2 separate regions of the Mus musculus genome follow, and region 2 is linked to region 1. The links are chromatin contacts, called in public HiChIP or PLAC-seq maps. All regions are on one chromosome and are shown on one strand. The core of a region is the stretch at or near the end of the contact, and the rest is flanking DNA. Distances in the headings are between cores, read along the strand shown. Region 1 overlaps Rbl1 (RB transcriptional corepressor like 1). Region 2 overlaps Src (Rous sarcoma oncogene).

Evidence for each region. HiChIP or PLAC-seq counts read pairs in DNA pulled down with a chosen protein or histone mark.
Region 2: an HNF4G HiChIP or PLAC-seq map of pancreatic cancer cells shows a contact between it and region 1. The contact joins two enhancer-like sites. A contact is called at or near these places in 2 of 39 promoter capture datasets (embryonic stem cells and hippocampal neurons), 2 of 484 Hi-C or Micro-C datasets (the G1E-ER4 cell line and regulatory T cells), 2 of 115 datasets of contacts at active chromatin or transcription factors (embryonic stem cells and pancreatic cancer cells) and 1 of 9 other capture datasets (adipose tissue).

Annotation. Positions count from the first base shown.
Region 1 is chr2:157,145,870-157,149,938 of GRCm38.p6, reverse strand. Rbl1 (RB transcriptional corepressor like 1) reads left to right here. Exons shown (of 22, transcript NM_011249.2): 22 at 2,263-4,046. The coding sequence ends at 2,433. Among named protein-coding and RNA genes, the nearest start is that of Samhd1, 13 kb to the right of the region's middle. Within about 2 kb of position 1,323, at least 54 of the 459 cell types and tissues checked have an H3K27ac peak or open chromatin away from gene starts, as enhancers often do. A contact at or near this core is called in the G1E-ER4 cell line, pancreatic cancer cells and regulatory T cells, where this site is marked.
Region 2 is chr2:157,456,168-157,459,766 of GRCm38.p6, reverse strand. Src (Rous sarcoma oncogene) reads right to left here. Exons shown (of 15, transcript NM_009271.3): 4 at 2,436-2,690; 5 at 1,134-1,233; 6 at 907-924. The coding sequence starts at 2,682. Among named protein-coding and RNA genes, the nearest start is that of Src, 34 kb to the right of the region's middle. Within about 2 kb of position 2,161, at least 170 of the 459 cell types and tissues checked have an H3K27ac peak or open chromatin away from gene starts, as enhancers often do. A contact at or near this core is called in the G1E-ER4 cell line, pancreatic cancer cells and regulatory T cells, where this site is marked.

The DNA.
Region 1 (4,069 bases), core at 74-2,573:
AAGCCACAAGTATTATTTAGACAAATATGTGAGTGTCAGTGCAATAACAGCTCCTTAATGCCTCAGGTTCCTGTTTGGTCCCATGCTTACAGAGGTCTCACTCTACTTACCCAGGAAAACTGACCAAGATGAGACTTGTCCCATAAAGGTGTTTAGAAGATATTAGACCATCGAGATCCAGGGCACTGATCCCTGAATCAGCGTTAGAATCACCAAGGGAGCTTGCTGAACACTAGCCCTGTTCTGCAGACCTGTGGAATCACAGAGAGCTAGCAGGCAGGGCCAGGTAGAGCGTTCACTCTAGACAACTGGGAGTTTCAGGAACCACCTCTCCTGAGCCTATAAATGTCAGCATTACCTGCGGTGACTCACAGACCCCACAGCAGCTAAATCGGAGTCATTTCCAGGCAGTCAGTGAGCACATCAGATGTGTAACAGCATCACTGTGTTAAACCAGGATAGGAATGTGTCAGTCTGAGGCAGACAGACTTCCAGTAGTTCAAGACCAGCCTGACCCTGTCTGCGAGAAAAGAAAGGGACCAGTAAGTTGGCTTATCAATCAGGGTAATGCCCCTCCCACCAAGCCTGATGACCTGACTTAACCTCCCTGAGCCTTTGAGATGTCTACATGTCGACATGTGTGCTATGCTCGCACAGCAGAAACAAACACAGAAAAAGTAAAAAGAAAAATGTGTACATGTGTGTGTGTTTATTTACATTTTTTTGTTGTTGTTGTTTTTTCGAGACAGGGTTTCTCTGTATAGCCCTGGCTGTCCTGGAACTCACTTTGTAGACCAGGCTGGCCTCAAACTCAAGAGATCCACCTGCCTCTGCCTCCCAAGTGCTGGGATTAAAGGTGTGAGCCACCACGCCCGGCTTACATTTTTGGTTACGCACACACACACTACTCTGCTGTTTCCGAGGACATACATTCAATTCCCAGCAGCCAGTCAGTGGCTCATAACCATCTCTACTGCCAGTCTCAGAGGATTGATACTCTCTTATGGCCTTTGTGGGTATCAGGCATGCACACAGCATACACACAAATATGCAAACAAGACATTCATACATATTAAGTAAGGAGTAAATGAAGAGATTCAACAGACAGACAAACTTGGGTCGCACGCAGCTGGCCGTGAGTGAAAGCACTGGCTGGCTGTCCTGATGCTTTATGTGTCAACTTGACCCAAGCTAGAGTCATCAGAGAGAAAGGAGCCTCAGGTGAGGAAATGCCTCCCGGAAAACCAGCTGTAAGGCATTTTCTCAACTAGTGATCAGTTGTGGAGAGCCCCGCCCATTGTGGGTGTGGTGCCACCATCCCTGGTTCTGTGTAATCCTTTTCTATAAGGAAACAGGCTGAGCAGGCCACTAAGCAGTACCAGTCTATGACCTATGCATCAGCTGCTGCCTCCAGGATTCCGCCCTGTTTGTAATCCTGTCTTGACTTCAATGATGGACAGTGATCTGGAAGTGTAAGCTGAATAAATCCTCTCCTCCCTAACTTGCTTTTTGGTCATGGTGTTTTGTTTAGGCAAGAAATCCTAAGACAGCCGGGCATGGTGGCCCACGCCTTTAATCCCAGCACTTGGGAGGCAGAGGCAGGCGAATTTCTAAGTTCGAGGCCAGCCTGGTCTACAGAGTGAGTTCCAGGACAGCCAGGGCTACACAGAGAAACCCCGTCTCGGAAAAAAAAAAAAGAAAAAAGAAAAGAAAGTAAGAAAAGGAAAGAAAAGAAAAGGAAAGGAAAGAAAAGAAAAGAAAAGAAAAGAAAAGAAAAGAGAAGACCTAAGACACTGCACTGTCCTGGTGACCTGAATTCTGTCTCAGGAACCCACACTGCAAAAGGGAGAAACCAACTCCCAAAAGTTGTTAGTTGTTCCCTGACCTCTGTACACATGCCACAGCTGTAATGCACCCTACACACACACACACACACACACACACATACACACACACACACACACTAAATAAACACAACATGGATTGGTAGGCCTTACCACAAAATGTCTGACTCAGAGAGTGGGTGGTAAAACTTGTGAATTTCACATTTGTAACATTGGTTCCTCGGTGCCTCTGCTCCTTCTGGTCTGATTAAAACCACTCAAAAAGCCACCGCTGTAAGTTGGTTTAGATTCAAAAGATAATCTCTATACCAGTGCTTAGATTGGGGTAGAAGATGGGAGGAAGAAAAGAGAGTTAGCTTAGTTTTTTACATAAAGTTTCTTTTTCCTGCCTTTTACACATGCCCTCTTGTTTTTGTAGAGTTTGAAAGATATCAACAACATGATAAGGCAAGGCGAGCAGAAAACCAAGAAGCGCGTGATAGCCATCAGTGGAGATGCAGACTCACCTGCCAAACGTCTCTGCCAAGAGAACGATGATGTTTTACTTAAGCGACTACAAGATGTTGTCAGTGAGAGAGCAAATCATTAACGTCACCCTTTGCCTGATCAAAGCACTTTTGGATTGTTCTGGAGAAAGCTGGGGCTCCATCCTTCACATTTTTATCACTGGGTTATACAAAACCTTGCACCACAAGTACGCTCCTTTTTAAAAGCATTTATTCACCCTTTATAGCTAACAGACATATATTTTAAGGTAGATTAGAAAAGAATGTTTTAAGTGCCTTCATAAACAGTAATAAGATTTTCTTTTTTTAGTGTTTGTTCCTAGGATTTCTTTTTAGGGTGAATTAAGAAGAAACTATTCTTTAACCGTCTTTTCAAAATGATCAAATGTCTCCTGTGCTTTTTAATATTCGGTCAGTGAGTCTGTGAGATACTTGTCTGCTTGTGTTGAGGTTAGCTCCCACAGTAGGAGAGCTCACTGATGGACCAGCCTGCCTTGGGCCTGCTGGAGCAACTGCCCCTCAGGTGCCACCAGTGTGTGGGACTGTCCGTGCCCCGTCTTCTTCCGCTCGTTGAGTACAAGCAGCTCTGTACCTGGGCTCTGTACCTTTTAGCTTGATGTTATCACCCTATAAAAGGGATACTCATTTTTAAAACTACGATTTTCATGATATTGCCTTAATTATTTTATGTGATTGTATTCAGTATTGTAGTTCTCAAAATAAGAAACTGTTTCTTCATCTAGGAGAATAAAATGTAGATAAATGAGAAATTAAATTTCCCAAGTAAAGTAGCATTATGATAAGATCATTCATTCATTTGTGTTGGGCACAGTTGGACATGCCTATAATTCCAGTACACAGAATTGCTGGGAATGTCAGGCCAGTGTAGCTACATAGCAAGACCCTGACTCAAAAAGCTAAATTATTCATTCTCATTGTTTATTTAATTTCCTGAAAATATTTGAAGTTTTCACATTAAAATCACTTCATGTCTTGTAAGTGGAGTGTTTCAGTTTAAGAGCTGCTTTTCCTTTCTATTTTGTATCACCCTTTGTTCCAGTAATTACGGTTTCTCCTGAGTTTCCCCTGGGTGTAACTCCTGGATCCCCTGAGGATCTTCCCACACTGGAGGTTTAGCCTTCTGAAGAATCAGGTCGCTAGTGTTCACCTTTTCTTCTGTGTGCCTAGCATCGGGAAGGATGTGAATAAGCCATTTAAATTAATAGTTAGATGATGTATCAGTATACATATTTTTAGCAGCAAACCTTATTTTTTAAAATATAAAGTATTGGCTTGGCAGTCTAGCTCAGCATGTCTAACATATCCAGTGCTGGCTAATTTGAACGATAGTCTAAGATTTGGCTGCCAATTAATGATGAATGGTAACCAAAGTTTTATTTTTAAATTTTAAAAAGAGGTTTGGGTTATGTTTTGCTTGTCTGAAATTGTATTCTTGTGTTTTGTGTAGTATCTACACATGTTGTAATAAGCCAAATAATAGTCTGTCTTGAGTCCTTGTACATATTTCTGTGTAGCTATAACTACTGTATCACTTTCATTATTAATGTACAAAATATAAATGTAGATTTATCCAGTGGCTATGTTAAAAAACTTAAGTAATGAATTTGCCAATTTTCAGGACTTTGTATTAATGTATATAAAATAGTTAATAAAAATTAGAATTTTAAAAACTAAACTATTGTACTTTTTACTGCTTCT
Region 2 (3,599 bases), core at 912-3,411, 310 kb before region 1:
GTAGCCACATGACCTTGGACAAGGGCCTTCCTGACTTTGAGCCTCAGTTTCCTCATTCACAAAATAGAGCCAGCCCCTCCACCATTGCTGCTGTCCCCACCCCACCCCCCGGGGATCAGAGATAACGAGATGGAGGGGTATGAATGACAGTGACCGGTGCAGAACGTGGAACCTGCTCACTTTTGCCTCACACAACGGGCATCCCCTCCCTGGATCTTGAGGGCTGAATAGGAGTTCACCAGATGGATACAGGAGAAGTATTTCAGGCAAACGGAGTAGCATGCACGAGGAACGGGAGGCATGAGCAGCGAGACACGCCCAGGGAGACGGAAAGCCTACCTCTTTAGCCAGACCTTTGGGGCACTTTATGATGGATCCTCTCTACCCTCCAGAGCAGCTCAAATCAAAGTCCCCAAGCCTTACCTGCTCCAGGGAGAGGCCTCCACAGCCCAGCACATACCTCCAACCAGCAGCTGCCCCCCTCCCAGGGATGCTGCCCTTACCTGCTGTGGCTCACTGTCCTTCCTTGGATGGGCAGTCTGATAGAGACAGCCCCCTCTCCCGGGGACATCTTGCAGGGACCCCGGCCTGCTTCTATCCACCCCTGACCTGGTCTGGTGTAACCCACTCCCCACCACACTGCCTCCCTCCCTGGCCTACAGAATACACTGGGTCCTGCATGTAGCTGGCACCCAATGTGGAATCACAAATCAGAACAGGGAGGAAGAGAGCTAACAGGAAGGTGTGGGGAGAAGATGGAGGGTCGGCTCATACAGGTGGGATGCAGGGTAAGCTAAAGGGACGGGGAGAGAGCTGGAAACACACAGGGGCGGTGGAGGAAGCACATGCAGAGAGCAGCCCCCAGCCTCAGCGAAGCATCCCCCTCTACCTGGCCTCGGTACACACCTGACATCCACCTTCCTCCTAAGGGCCAGCGAGAGAGAAGCAGAGAGAAGGAGAGGCTGAGGTGCGAAGACAGGGCCCAGGACAAGGGAGGATACTGGTTGGGGTCTAGGGAGGGCCGCCACCCACCAAGAGCAGAAGCAGCCCTGTAGGCTCTGCACCGCCCTCTGCCGGCAGCTCTCGGTAAGACAGACCCACGCTCCCAGTGCAGTCCCCGCCAGGCCACTCACGTGTTATTGACAATCTGCAGCCGCTCCCCTTTCTTGAAGGACAGGTCAGTCTCTGTCCGTGACTCATAGTCATAGAGGGCCACAAAGGTGGTCACCCCACCTGCAGAGAAGGATGAGAGGTGTCAGAACCCTGCAGGGGCTGGGTCAGGCGCCGTTCTCACTCACCAGCCTGTCCCTGGGAGGAAGCTAAGTACGCTGTGCCTTCCTGCTGGGCTGCAGACTAGGTGTTCCTTATCTAATGAGTCTATTGACACAAGCAGAAGTCCCGTCCCCGTCCCCGTCCCCCCCGTCCCTGTCCCCCCCCCCCCCCGAGATCAGGCTCCCTTGCTCTGCACTCAGGGGCAGCACACAGAAGATGCCCCAAGCCCCACACTTAAGGGACTCTGCCTGTGTGTGTGCCTGGCAGCTCGAGGTTTCTGGTCCAAGTTTCAGGACCCTTCCCCTGATTCTCCCCTCACCCACAGCTGCTCCGTGGAATCCTGCATCCCACCCTCGGTTGCCCGAGGCTCCACAAATGCTTCTCAAATGATCGAATGGGTGTGTGGCTGCATGGCGGGAAGTGGGCTGCCCGTCCAAAGGTCTCACCACAACCAAGTTCCTGTGGTGGGATGTGGAGCTGGGAACCCCTACATCCCGTGTCTGCATTCTGCATGCAAGATGGTAGACAGGCCCATCTGAGGGGGCGAGGTTGTATGCACACCTGTATCTGTGTGTGCTCTGGCCCAGGTGTCTCTAGGAATTGTTGGTGTCTCCACTCAGTGTGGGTTCATGCCCAATGTGGGCATATAACATGGTTGAGTCTGGGTGGGATTTGTACGTGTAGGTGTGCAGCCATGCGTGTGGCTCTGTCTGAGCGTGGGATTTGCACGCATGGGCGTGCAGCCGTGAGTATGGCTCCGTCAGAGTGTGGGATTTGCACGTGTGGGTGTGTAGCCATGCATGCAGGAGCGTGAGTCACCCCGCTCAGCTCCTGGGCGGCAGGGCTGCCGCACCACACAGCGCCAGCAGAGGGCGCAGGGGCGCACTCGGGCCATCGCACAGCAGAGCCAGGAACAAAGGCTGGGCGGAGGCGGCAGCTAGTCCGTGGCGGTCCATCCCCTGAGGGCCTCAGGGTCCCCTCCCCTACAACCCTCTCCTTCAGAACCCGTTATATACTCTGAACCTGGGAGCCCGAAAGCGCCAGGAGCCCCGCTTTCCAGTTTACGAATCCTTCCCCATTCGCAGCCTCGGGAAAACCGAGTCCCCAGAACCCAGAGAGGGTGCACCACAGCTCAGGGACACACAGCAAGGGGGAGGGCTGACCTGCCAGAGGCCCCGCCCTCTGCGGGGAGGTGACGGTGTCCGAGGAGTTGAAGCCTCCGAAGAGCTTGGGCTCGGCCGCGGGCGGCACGAAGGCGGCGCTGGGCCCGCGGTGGCCGTCGGCGGAGGCGGGCTTGCTCGGTGTCTGTGAGGCCGGGAAGGCGCCCCCTGCCCCGTGCACGTTTTCCGAGGGCTCCAGGCTGCGGCGCCGCTGGCTGGCGTCCTTGGGCTTGCTCTTGTTGCTGCCCATGGTCCTGGCTAGGGGCGACAGAAATCCCCGAGGTAGAGGAGAGCCTCTGGGAGGAGACAAGCCACCCCACCCACTTATCGGATAGGGAAACTGAGGTCCTAAGAAGGGGACTAGCCACCCTGGGAGGACTCGTCTCATTACACCTGTCAAATGAATTGCTGGCACCTTAGGACACAGCTATGGAGAGAAGACATACCAGTCCAAAGTCCTGACTGCTGGACCCAAAGTCAGTTTCAGTCTTTCTTAGGCAGGGACACTTGAGTCATATCTATGTCCCCAGCACATAGGAGGGGCTCATTTAAGGATTGCTGAATGAATCCATGCCTGACAAGTCGTCTAACACTGGGGGAAGGTGCAGTACAGTACGGTGGCTTGAAGAAGGGATGGCCAGGCCTCCTGGTCACAGGACCTTTGCAAACACTATTCCCTGACAGCTTCACCTCCCAACTCAGTTTCCTTCAGCTGTCAGCTCAAAGTTACTTCCTGGGTCAGGCAGATGGCTACACAGGTAAAGGCACCTGTCACAGACACTGCTGACCTCAGTTCAATCCCCAGGACCCACATGGTGAAAAGAGGTGGACTGGGGCTGGAGAGGTGGCTCAGCAGTTAAGAGCACTGACTGCCTTTCCAGAGGTCCTGAGTTCAAATTCCAGCAATCACATGGTGGCTCACAACCATCTGTAACGAGACCTGATTCCTTTTCCTGATGTCTGAGGACAGCTACAGTGTACTTACTTACATATAAATCAAGAAAGAAAGAAAGAAAGAAAGAAAGAAAGAAAGAAAGAAAGAAAGAAAGAAAGAGGGAGGGAGGGAGGGAGGAAGGGAGGAAGGGAGGAAGGGAGGAAGGGAGGAAGGGAGGAAGAGAGGAAGAGAGGAAGGAAGGAAGGAAGAAAGAAAGAAAGAAAGAAAGAAAG